Linked DNA regions of Mus musculus: regions 2 and 3 are each linked to region 1. The links are chromatin contacts, called in public promoter capture Hi-C maps. All regions are on one chromosome and are shown on one strand. The core of a region is the stretch at or near the end of the contact, and the rest is flanking DNA. Distances in the headings are between cores, read along the strand shown.

Region 1 (4,063 bases), core at 568-3,067:
GGTCATGGATGCCTCTACTTCTCTCTCTCTGCCTTTCTCTGCCTCTACTACCCTCTTAACTCCCCTCCCCATGCACTGAATAAACTATACTAAAAAAAAAAAAAGAAAAAGAACAAAAACTGGCCTAGGTGGAGTCATGCCTGTAATCCCAGCACTCTGGAGGCAGCAGCAGGCAGATCTCTGAAAGGACAGCCTGGTCTACAGAACAAGTTCCGAATAGTCAGGGCTGGGCTATGCAGAGACCCTTGTCTCTAGGTTAGAACCTAGTGTCTAGGTTGCGTGTATAAGCTCTGTCAAAGCACTTGCTTAACATTATCATGTAAGTAATCCTGATTCTTTTTTTTTAACAAGGTCTTCTATGTAGCCCTGGTTAGCTAGGATTAAAGGCTTGTGCCAGAACACCTGGTTCAAATTTGTACTGTGCATTAGTCTAACAGATTTAAGTTGGAGATGGAGAAAATGCTCAGTAATGAAGAGCACTGACTTCTTCCAGAGGACCCAAGGTTTGATTCCCATCATCTCCATGGTAGCTCACAGCCATCTGTAACTCCAGCCTCAGAGGATCTGACATCCTCTTCTGGTCTCTGAGGACACCAGACACAGACAGACATACAGGCAAAATACTTTACATGTTAAGATTTTAGGAAAAACAGGCTGGTTGTGGTGCTCATGCCTTTAATTCCAGCAGAGGAGGTAGAGGCAGGCAGGTGGATCTTTAATAGTTCAAGGCCGGCCTGGTATGTATAAAGAGTTCCTGGACAGCCAGTCCCTGCCTACTTGGTAATCTAATAAATGAAATGCATTTACCTGCTGAACATCTCATGCCCCAGACCTTGAATTTCTGGTCTTCCTCTTCTCACCTCTTGGCTGGAATTAGGGTGTCTTGGTCCCCTTGTAGAAACAAGCCTCCATTCCTGTTTGGTTCTGTTTTCTGAGACTACCATACCTAAGGATTCTTTTATTATTCTTTTACTTTTTTTGTTTGTGTTTTTGTCTTTGTTTTTTCAAGACAGGGTTTCTCTGTGTAACCCTGGTGTCCTAGCACTCACTTTTCTCAAACTCAGAAATCCGCCTGCCTCTGCCTCCCAAGTGCTGTGATCAAAGGTGTGCGCCACCACCGCCCGGCATTCTTTTACATTTTACTGCACTTGTTTTATGTGAGCAATGCACAGAATGCATGTGTAAATCAGGTTACAGCTTCTGGCAATTATTTTTCTCCTTCTACCGCGTTGGTCCTGAATATATATCCAACTCATGTTCAGTTTAGAGCAAATGCTGAGGCATCTTGCTGACCCCCAAGGGTTCTTTTATATCCAATTCCTCTCTATATCTTTCCTTTTTTGTTTTGAAGATTTTTTTTTATTATTATATCTAAGTACACTGTAGCTGTCTTTAGCTGCACCAGAAGAGGACGTCAGGTCTCATTACGGATGGTTGTGAGCCACCATGTGGTTGGTGGGATTTGAACTCAGGACCTTCGGAAAAGCAGTCAGTGCTCTTAACCACTGAGCCATCTCTCCAGCCCTCTCTATATCTTTCTAGCACAGAGCAGTAACATACAAATTACTCTGTTAAATTGTGTGGAAATTTTAATCTGGGTTTATTCACCAGAGGTGATGTAGGTGGGGCCGGTAGGGTGTCTGCAGTAAGGTAGGAGTATGTTTGCACAGCTAGTCTAGGATGCCTAGGCCAACCTGTTGATGATAAAATACCTGTTCACCTTGAGCTTTCGGGAGGCTATTCCAACTTAAACAGATCTGGGTTAATAGAAGCGGCCCCTTTAAGAACTTTGTTGGCCCGCCCTCAAAAGGGATCAGCAGGAAAGGAGTCATGTGACTCTGAGGCTCTTCCGCTGAGTTTAACTAGCTGTGGCTGTATGTTTCGCTGTTGGGGACCTCACTGGGGCTGGGTCCCCTGTGCCCCTACCCCATGGCTCCTTTTGAGTCTACTTGTGTGTTCAGCTCCATTTGGCCTGCAGGGAGAAGAGACTCGCCAGGTAAGGGCTCTGGAACTGAAGTTATAGATGTTTCCGGAAATCCTACCTTTCTAGGATGACCGGAATCTGGGACAACAGAGGGGTGGAAGGTGGATGCAAGAGAGATAACAACCCAGAGAGCTCAGTGTGGAGTCACGAGTGATTGGAAGAATTGTGGAGGGGTCAGGCATGACTGCGTCCTGCTTTCTGACGATGTCTGAGCCATGGCTCAGCCATTGTAGCCCAGGAACAGGCAAGTTTGGGGACTTAAAAGCCTTGTTAGCTCTGAGCCCTCTGAGTAATCCTGGATCCACCCTATGTTCTCAACCCTACATCTGCCCCTGATTCCAAGTTCCCCTCAGTTTCTACATTTCCCTCTTGCCTGGTCCTCAAGAGCCCTTGCATTGCCCAGGTCCTGTCCTCCACCTACAAGCTGCAGCTTTGCCTGTGAGCATACCTGATCTTGCTCCTTCCGCCCCACTACCCCGTGTTCCAGGTATCTATGGAGGTTATTTCCGGCTGGCCAAATCCACAGAACCTGCTTCATATTCGGGCAGTGGGCAGCAACTCCACCCTGCACTATGTGTGGAGCAGCCTGGGGCCTCCAGCTGTGGTGCTGGTGGCCACTAACACCACTCAGAGTGTCCTGAGTGTCAACTGGAGTCTCCTGCTGTCTCCCGATCCTGCTGGGGCCCTGATGGTGCTCCCCAAGAGCAGCATACAGTTTTCTTCTGCTCTCGTCTTCACCAGGGTGAGGGTCTGAAGGAGCCCAGAGAGAAGATCACAAGAAGAGAGTCCATCCTACCCCCAGGGCGAGGGACGGGTTTAGCCCAGGGTGGGTGAAGTGAATGCAGTTTTGGGTGGGGTGACTGGGAGGGATATTCAAGAGAAAGCCAGAGGGAGGCAAGCCTCTTCCACTCTACCCTGTCCCCAGCTGCTTGAGTTTGACAGCACCAATGCGTCCGAGGGGGCACAGCCTCCAGGAAAGCCATACCCTCCGTACTCCTTGGCCAAGTTCTCCTGGAACAATATCACCAACTCATTGGATCTTGCCAACCTGAGTGCCGATTTTCAAGGCCGCCCTGTAGATGATCCTACTGGAGCATTCGCCAATGGCAGCCTGACCTTCAAGGTGAGGCTATGGGGAAGGAACTGGAAATGACTGATGAGGGTGGGAGTATCTGTCCCTCAAGCTCCATTCTCCCCACATGGCTTCCTTCTCCTTCCAAGGTCCAAGCCTTTTCTAGATCTGGTCGACCTGCTCAGCCCCCTCGCCTCCTGCACACAGCAGATGTCTGCCAGTTAGAAGTGGCCCTGGTTGGAGCTTCTCCTCGTGGAAACCATTCCCTATTTGGTCTAGAGGTAGCCACCTTGGGACAGGGCCCTGACTGCCCCTCAGTGAACGAACGGAACTCCATCGATGATGAATATGCACCTGCCGTCTTCCAGGTCAGGTCACCAGTGCGAGATAGATGGGTGGGAATGTAAAGTGGGATCCCGCTAGCAGCCCAGAAAACCCACCAACCACTTATTGTTAAAAAAGACTGTGTGTTTGGGTTTTTGAAGGATTTCTTTTCATTTTATGTGCATGTATGTCTGTGAAGGTGCCAAATCCCCCGGAACTAGAGCTACAGTCAGTTGTGAGCCACCGTGAGGGTGCTGGGAATTGAACCCAGGTCCTCTGGAAGTACAGCCAGTGCTCTTAACTGCTAAGCCATCTCTCCAGCCCCAGAAGACTTGTTTTTTATGTGTGTGTATTTGGGTGCATGTGCATACAGGTTCCTATGGAGGCAAGAAGAGGGTATCAGGTACCCTGGAGCTGGAATTACAAATAGCTGTAAGCCTCCTGGTATGGGTGCTGGGAACTGAATTTGGATTTTCTACAAGAGCAGCAAGTTCTCAGCACTGAGCCATCCCTAAAGCCACCACAACACCCATTTTTAAAAGGGTTTTCTGTTTGTTTGTTGAGACAAGGTCTCCCTAAGTATCCCTGGCTGGCTGACCTAGAACTCTTGCTATGGAGACCAGGCTGTCCTTGAACTCAGAAAGGTTCATCAGCCTCCTGAGAGGTGGGATTAAATGCACGCA
Region 2 (4,063 bases), core at 402-2,901, 2.2 Mb after region 1:
AGCAAGTTCCAGGACAGCCACGGCTACCTAAGAGAAACCCTGTGAGGTGGGGGCTTACGTCCATACAATAGTTATAAAAATTTCAAAGCTCCAGGATGGAGAACATCTGCCAAAGTCTCCAAAATAGCAGAATGAGATGTAGCCAAAGCCTAGGAGTTTGGCTTTCAATAGTTCTTCTCAGCCTGGACTGTATGTGACTTAGCTGAGGAATGTTTGAAAAAAAAAAAAAAAAGAAAAAGTCCCTCCCAAACTAAACTAAATTCTTGATGCCTGGATCCAGACCAATTAAAGTACAATCTGGCCATGAGGATGGGGTACAGCAACTGGGATTGGGGGTGCTACCCAGGTACATCTTACATGTCTATAGAAAGTTGAGGGTCATGGATCTAGAGAAATGGAGGAGCTGGGAATATAGCTCCTCAGTAGAGTGCTTGTTTAGCACTGATGAAGCCCTGGGAAGTTCAATTCCCAGCAGCAACAGGGGAGTGGTGTAACAGTCTGAGGCTGTAACGGGTTACATTGTCACACTGTGAGGACCGGACTCTCATACACCCAAAATAAAAAGAAAAGCCTAGTTTCAAAATCGATTCTCAACTCCAAATGCAGGTGGAGCTCTAGTTAGACATGGCAGGGGAAAGACAGAAGAGGTTTTCTAAATGGGTATTCAATCTGAGAGCTCTGTTAAGAGCACACCACAATATTTTAACTGTAGTGGCATATACTGGGGAGGGGCTGAGGCAAGGGGGTCACAAGCTCAAGGCGAGCCCGGGTGATTTGACAGACCCTGTTTCAAACTAAGATTATTATTATTTTTAAAGCTGGAGATGTTAACTCGGGGCGCTAGTTTAGCCAAAGTACGATTTTGGGTTCAACTTCGGTGCCGCAAAAAAAAAAAAAAAAAAAAAAAAAAGAATCAAAATCGAACACCCAGAGCCGCCGCTAATTCCTGTACTCCTCATTTGACCTCCACCTCGAAGCCTCTCAGGACTCCAACTTTGATCAGGCGACTATTTCCGTGGTTATCCCCATCAAACGCTATTCTGGGGCGAGGCTTTGGCTCCGATGGAGGACGCTTATCTAGGTAAGCAAGACACTGGATTTGAGGCCAAACCACTACGACCAGCACCACCAGCACCAGCACCTGCACCAGACACGCCAACCACAAGCAGCACCCGCACGGCTAGCGGCCCAGCTCGCTGGCCGCGGTTCCGGCTTAGCCTCCGCCTCCCGGCTCCGCCCCCTCCCCGGCCTCTGCGCACCTCAGCCCGGTCCACACCTGCCACCCACGCCACCGGGCCCCGGACCCCGCGCCCCTCCACCTCTGCCCTCTCCACAGAAACTCACCGAAGGAGATGGACGCCAGCGCTCCTCCCGGGGTTGCCACCACGGCTGCGGCGGGCGGCCCGGAGGCCGGCCTAACCTGAGCTGACGGCGGGCCGCTCGGGTTAACTAGCTGGGCGGTTGGCTTAGATGCTTAAACGGTAGGATGTGAGGCTTCCTCGTTGTGGGTTGAGTATCTAGCTGACCGATCCTCCCGCTCGTCAAGCCTGCCCTTTCCTGCCTTTCGTCTGGGCCCCCAGAGCCGGCGCCGCCAACTCCCGCTTGGTGTCCAAAACAAAATGGCCGCCGGGCCCACCAGTGCAGCGTGACCGGCTAAAATGGCGCCGACGGGCTTGCGTCAGTGCGCGCGCAACTAGGGGCGTGGCAACATGGTCCTTTGGCCTAGCGCAAGAATCGCAGCGAATCCCCACTGACTTTGGCAAAGATCCCTTAAGTTACGTGTAGTGCTCCGCCTTCGGGGGCGTGGCCAGTGGCCGTAATCGCTAAGTACCTCTAGACTACCTTCTGGACAAGTTTATGCCCCACTTTGGTGGGATTTTTGGCTTGCAAATAGCAGCTTAGATTGGCAACAGTGTTTGTATCCTTTTATTTCCCATTCCCAAGCTAAAGACAACTGTAAAAAGTCTTTATTAGGACCTTGAGACCTGGCTAATTTGCTCAGGCCCTCAAACCTATTTGTAGAGTTTCTGTTTCTTTTTGAGGCAGGCTTCCTTTGTGTAGACCAGACTGGCTTCGAACTCACAAAGATCCACCTCCTGACCCCCCCTAACCCCGCCCCTCCCAGTACTGGGATTTAAGACCCACACTGGACTCATCTACATCCTTTTATAGGGACTGCCTCTAGAAGATGTGGCTAGTTTTAGGGTGGGTCTTTTTACCTCAAGTAATCCAATAAAGCAAATCTGTATCCCCACTTATGTATCCCTAGTTCTTACATAATGTCTAGCAATGATGAGGCATCAATAAACACTGAATGAAGCTTGGGAAAAAGTTCTTCTAGTAGTTTTTTGGTTTTGTTTTCTGGTTTTGTTTTTTTGTTGTTGTTTTTTTTTTTTTTTTTTTTTCCGAGACAGGGTTTCTCTGTGTAGCCTTGGATGTCCTGGAACTCACTCTGTTGACCAGGCTGGCCTTGAACTCAGAAATCTGCCTGCCTCTGCCTCCCGAGTGCTGGGATTAAAGGCGTGTGTCACCACTGCCTCTGGTAGTTTTTTTGAGACAGAGTCTCTATAATGTAGTTCTGGCTGTTCTAGAATTCTCTATACAGACCAGGCTGGGCTTGGACTCACAGAGATCCTCCTGCCTTTTACGTCCCAGGTGCTGAGCTGGTGTTAACTATGGTACGTGCCACCATTTCTAGCTTTCTTCAGATTTTTTAAAAAAGATTTATTTATTTATTATATGTAAGTACACTGTAGATGTCTTCAGACACACTAGAAGAGGGCACCAGATCTCGTTACGGATGGTTGTGAGCCACCATGTGGTTGCTGGGATTTGAACTCCGGACCTTTGGAAGAGCAGTCAGGTACTCTTACCCACTCAGCCATCTCACCAGCCCCACATTTTTTGATGGCTTGTTTATTTCTGTTTCTGGCTATGTAGTATGGGCTGGCTTGGAACTCAAAATCTTCCTGCCTCATCCTTCAAGTCCTGGTATTACCAATTACTCATACAAATCCTTGAGAAGCCAATGACACTTGGATTCCAGCTAAAATTTTCGGACCCCTACATTTCTGGGTTTTGAGTGTTCCTTAAATAAGGAACTAATGTAAACTTGACAAGATAAGGTGTTGGGAGTGAGCACCCCTTACTTCACACATAGCCATGCCCAGAGGGTACAGACATTGATAGCTGGTGAGAGAGAAGGCTTTATTAAAACAAGTGGCAGATCTGGACTGCCACTCTTGTGCCCTTGGTGCACGTCGAGACTGGGCAAGGATGGGGACATAGGGAGGTACAGGTGGGGTGAGGAGCAAGCACGCTAAAGGGGAAATCTTGACAAGTGGGAGAGGAAGGGCACTGCTCACAGACTGTGCTCAACTGGTCTCCCAGAAGAAGTTGTTACAAGCCACTGTGAGAGCAGCCACCAGCACAACATACTCCTTGAAGTCCACTTCCCCATCTCCGTTTTCATCCAGTTCCTTCATTACCTTGTCCACAGCATCTGCATCCTTCTGGACCTGTAGAAGGGGATGGAAGTGTTTATCACTAAGTCAGAGCCACCATGGTGGTGGAGGAGGAGGTGGAAATGAGCAAGTGAGAGAATGATATTTAATTATGGGAGTCTTCTACAACCTTAAAGACTGGTGAGTTAAGAACTGGTGACCTGGGACTGGTGAGATGGCTCAGTGGGTAAGAGTACCCGACTGCTCTTCCAAAGGTCCGGAGTTCAAATCCCAGCAACCACATGGTGGCTCACAACCATCCGTAACAAGATCTGACGCCTTTTTCTGATGTGTCTAAAGACAGCTACAGTGTACTTACATGTAATAAATAAATAAATCTTAAAAAAAAAAAACCAAAAACTGGTGACCTATAGAACTAAGCAGAGTTAATAGTTACATCTGTTGTCATACATGATTGTCTACATTGTGACAAGCTGGGAACCTTACAGACTTTCTTTCATTTAATTAAAAATTCACACACAAAATCATTTTAGGGCACAGCGATGCCTTTAATCCTAGCACTCAGTGGGGGAGAGAAGCAGGTAGGTCTATTTGAGTTC
Region 3 (4,063 bases), core at 1,043-3,542, 2.2 Mb after region 1:
AGTTAGAGGCTGCTGTGAGTCACCATGTGGGCGCTAAGCACTGGACGCCATCTGGAAGAATCACCAGTGTTCTTAACCATTGAGCCATCCCTCTAGCCCTTAAAATATGTAGTCTAAACAAAAAAAAAAATCGCAAAAGCTTAGGACTCTTAGCTGTCAAGGCTCTGCCTTGACCTTGGATCCTCGCTATCTGGCATGCTCTCCTTGGGTAGCAATGAAGGCAACAGTTGCGAAACTTGTTAATAGGAGTTAACCTAAACATTATAGAGTGTAAGATGATCCTGGAAAGGTTATTACCTTCTGAGAGGAACTGTGGTGAAGCAGAGGGGGAGAAATAGGAGTATACTTTCTCACTAAATCTGGTGTTTTCTCAATTTTCTACCACACGATGCCTAATTTACTTAGTATTCTTTGGGGGAAATATATAGAGGCTTGAGCCCGGCACTCTGACACATGCCTATTATAATCCCAGCATTCAGGAGGCTAAGGCAAGAGGACATGTTTGAGGCCAGCCGGGACTACATACTGAGATCTTGTCTCAAGATTAACAAAACCCAAAAGGTAGAGGCTCTTTCTTGGATGGACAAGCTGTGATGGAGGTTCTTTAGGAAATAGTCCTGCCGTACGCATGTTTCTTGAGGCGGCTACATGAATGAGTACATAGTGCAAAAAAAATCAAAGGTCTACAGAGACTTTCCTGGAATCTTCTCGTGTCTACCAGACAAAGCCGTTGGAGAATTGTACTTGTATACTCAGGTCACGGGCCCGTGCTTATTTGCTTGGAGAACCAGGAGGGTAAACTCCTGAATCCAGCATAGCTCTCCTGCGAGCTGTTTCCTTGGCCACGCTGTGGTTTAACCGCCTTAGTCGTTCCTGTAAGACAGGAAGATGGGGAATCTAATGACTGCTGTAAAAGGTTTTAACTGAGTCCCCTCTGCCCCTGTCCCCAGACTGTTTTTTCTCTGTGTAGCCCTGGAACTTGCTCTGTAGACCAGGATGGCCTCAAACTCAGAAATTTGCCTGCTTATATGTCCAGCTGGCTTTGGCTCTTTTCAAGCCAGCCCTTTACGTTAAAATGGACTTGTAAATGACAGCCACTAGAAGTTAAGAATTAGAAGTTAAGAATTGGCACTTGTCTAGTTTGAGGCCTAGTAATGGGGTGAGGGGAATATGGGCCTTTATTATCAGATTAGTTAACACCACTCTTTTCCCCCATAGTTGCTTCACAGTGTTGAAGACATAAAGCAGGATAAACAAGAAGAAATTTTTTTGAAAGAGGGTCATGCTATGTAGCCCTAGCTGATTTGATAGTCCAGGCTCTGCTCAAAGTTCAAGCCATCCTTCTTGCCTTAGCCTACCAAATGCTGAAACTACAGCATGTACCACCATGCACTGCTGGGATTATTATTATTATTACTATTTTATTATTTTACCTGTGCATTCTGTAAAATATTGTTGACCAAGACAACTCGTCGCCTGGCATTAAGCAGCTTCTTAACATAGGGGTCCAGATCCAGGGCCACTTTCTGATCCTCATTGATCCGGCACAGTTCTGGGAAGAGGAAATGGGCAACCAACATCTAATGGCTCATTTTTTGTTCTTAGGGAATGGAAGAGAGGAATGGGATGAAAAATACTCTTGCAGTCTTGTGTGGGCCACAGACACCTTCCCTTCTTCCATTCTGTCCTAAAATATCCCCAGAAATTGGAGTCCTTGGGTAGTTCTGATATTGAGAAGCAAGTGACAGAAACTTAGCCTAAAACCTGGGGAAACAAAGTTCCCGAAAGTGAGATCAGGGATTCTAGGTATCCTGGCTGCTCACTCACCTGTAGCTAGGTTGTCAATTTGTTCCCGGAGCTCTACTTGGCTTTCTCTGCAAAGTGGTACAAAAGTCTACAACGGTCAGTGACTGGGACGCGGGAAACGAATTCTACTTATTCCCCAAATACTGAGACAAGCCAACCTCAACTTCAAGGCCTCACCCAGGCCCTTCCGCCTATTTACCCAGTCTCAACATCAGTGTCTCAAGAATGTATCTAGTATTTCTTCGGGGCCCCGCCCCTACAAAGCCAGTTCCCTAGGCCCCGCCCCCAGCAACCCGGTCCTGCACCTGACCGCGTGCACGTGAGAGTCGAGCTGCTGCACCGCGGGTCGCAGGAACTCCAGGAGCCCCTCGGCAAAGAGGTCGCGGCCTGTGGGCCCCGCCACTGGGGTCCCGGCCCCTGACACAGCAGCGGAACCAGCCGCGGCCATCGCGAACTGCCCTGACGCCCTCAGCCTGCCGCGAGGGTCGCCGGGAACTCCAGACCGCCGCTGTGCACCGCGAGAGGGCGCTTAGATATACAGCCCAGACGGCAGTGGGATAGCTGGGAAATGGAGTCCTCAGTGAGCCCCGGCAAGCGGGCCGGGACCAGAGCCTCTTCTTCCATGGGCCTGTAGGGGGCGGATCTAGACTTCTGGAGATAGATTGCCCTGTAACTATGTAAACCAGGCTGATCTTTTCTTTCTTTCTTTCTTTCTTTCTTTCTTTCTTTCTTTCTTTCTTTCTTTCTTTCTTTCTTTCTTTCTTTCTTTCTTTCTTTCTTTCTTTTCTTTCTTCCTTCCTTCCTTCCTTCCTTCCTTTCTTTCTTTCCTTTCTCTCTCTCTTTCCTCCTCCTCCTCCTCTTCTACTTCTTCTTCCTCTTCTTCCTCTTCCTTCTTTCCTTTTTAAAAAAGATTTATCATATGTAAGTACATTGTAGCTGTCTTCAGACTCGCCAGAAGAGGGCATCAGATCTCATTACAGCTGGTTGTGAGCCACCATGTGGTTGTTGGGATTTGAAGGTTGCTGTGTTTTGAACTCAGGAGCAGTTAGTACTCCTAACCGCTGAGCCATCTAAGTGCTATTGTCCATAGCCTTCTCCATGGGAATTGATGAGAAAGCCATGTAATATTCATGTTAAGGGTTCTTTCTTTTCTCTCTCTTCCTCTCTCCCACTCCCTCTTTTTTTTTTTTTTTTTTTTTTTTTGCCCTCTCCCCATCTATCTCCCTCTCCCTCTTTCTTGCAGACAGGATTTCTTTGTGTGGCCCTGGCTGTCCTGGAACTCACTCTGGCTGCCCTTGAACTCCAGTGCTGGGATTAAAGGTGTATCCCACCACTGCCCTCGAGTTTTATTTCTAAAGATTTGCTATTTTTGTTAGAGAAAGTCCTGCCGTGTTACCAAGGCTAGCCTTGAGCTCACAAGCTCTGTTTTTTTTTTTCCATTTTTTATTAGGTATTTAGCTCATTTACATTTCCAATGCTATACCAAAAGTCCCCCATAGCCACCCACCCCCACTCCCCTACCCACCCACTCCCCCTTTTTGGCCCTGGCGTTCCCCTGTACTGGGGCATATAAAGTTTGTTTGTCCAATGGGCCTCTCTTTCCAGTGATGGCCGACTAGGCCATCTTTTGATACATATGCAGCTAGAGTCAAGAGCTCCGGGGTACTGGTTAGTTCATAATGTTGTTCCACCTATAGGGTTGCAGATCCCTTTAGCTCCTTGGCTACTTTCTCTAGCTCCTCCATTGGGAGCCCTGTGATCTATCCATTAGCTGACTGTGAGCATCCACTTCTGTGTTTGCTAGGCCCCGGCATAGTCTCACAAGAGACAGCTACATCTGGGTCCTTTCGATAAAATCTTGCTAGTGTATGCAATGGTGTCAGCGTTTGGATGCTGATTATGGGGTGGATCCCTGGATATGGCAGTCTCTACATGGTCCAACCTTTCATCTCAGCTCCAAACTTTGTCTCTGTAACTCCTTCCATGGGTGTTTTGTTCCCAATTCTAAGGAGGGGCATAGTGTACAAGCTCTGTTTTAAGTCTTTCAAGTGCTGGAGTTACAGGTCTGTGCCACCATGACAGGATTTAAAGTTAAGGGTTTTTTGTTTTGCTGAAATTTTTGAGGGGGGCTTGAAACCAGGGCCTTGTGATTGCTAGACAAATGTTCTGCTGAGCTATAGTCCTACTGTACCTTCCCTCTACCCCCACCTCACTTTTTGAGATAAGGTTTCACTAAATTGCCAGATTGGACTTGAAT

Evidence for each region. Promoter capture Hi-C pulls out the DNA fragments that hold promoters and counts their contacts.
Region 2: a promoter capture Hi-C map of neutrophils shows a contact between it and region 1, with 4 times the contacts expected there. The contact joins the promoter of Chtop here to the promoter of Glmp in region 1. A contact is called at or near these places in 2 of 39 promoter capture datasets (neutrophils and pre-B cells) and 1 of 9 other capture datasets (liver).
Region 3: a promoter capture Hi-C map of liver shows a contact between it and region 1, with 2.5 times the contacts expected there. The contact joins the promoter of Snapin here to the promoter of Glmp in region 1. A contact is called at or near these places in 4 of 39 promoter capture datasets (erythroid cells, liver and pre-B cells) and 1 of 9 other capture datasets (liver).

The regions. Positions count from the first base shown.
Region 1 is chr3:88,323,206-88,327,268 of GRCm38.p6, forward strand. It overlaps Glmp (glycosylated lysosomal membrane protein), which reads left to right and starts at 1,818. Exons shown (of 6, transcript NM_020003.1): 1 at 1,818-1,996; 2 at 2,472-2,726; 3 at 2,910-3,107; 4 at 3,206-3,424. The coding sequence starts at 1,877.
Region 2 is chr3:90,507,847-90,511,909 of GRCm38.p6, forward strand. It overlaps Chtop (chromatin target of PRMT1), which reads right to left and starts at 1,652. Exons shown (of 6, transcript NM_001293776.1): 1 at 1,345-1,652. It overlaps S100a1 (S100 calcium binding protein A1), which reads right to left. Exons shown (of 3, transcript NM_011309.3): 3 at 3,188-3,518. The coding sequence ends at 3,375.
Region 3 is chr3:90,488,721-90,492,783 of GRCm38.p6, forward strand. It overlaps Snapin (SNAP-associated protein), which reads right to left and starts at 2,293. Exons shown (of 4, transcript NM_133854.3): 1 at 2,112-2,293; 2 at 1,828-1,874; 3 at 1,434-1,552; 4 at 1-873. The coding sequence starts at 2,254. The coding sequence ends at 772.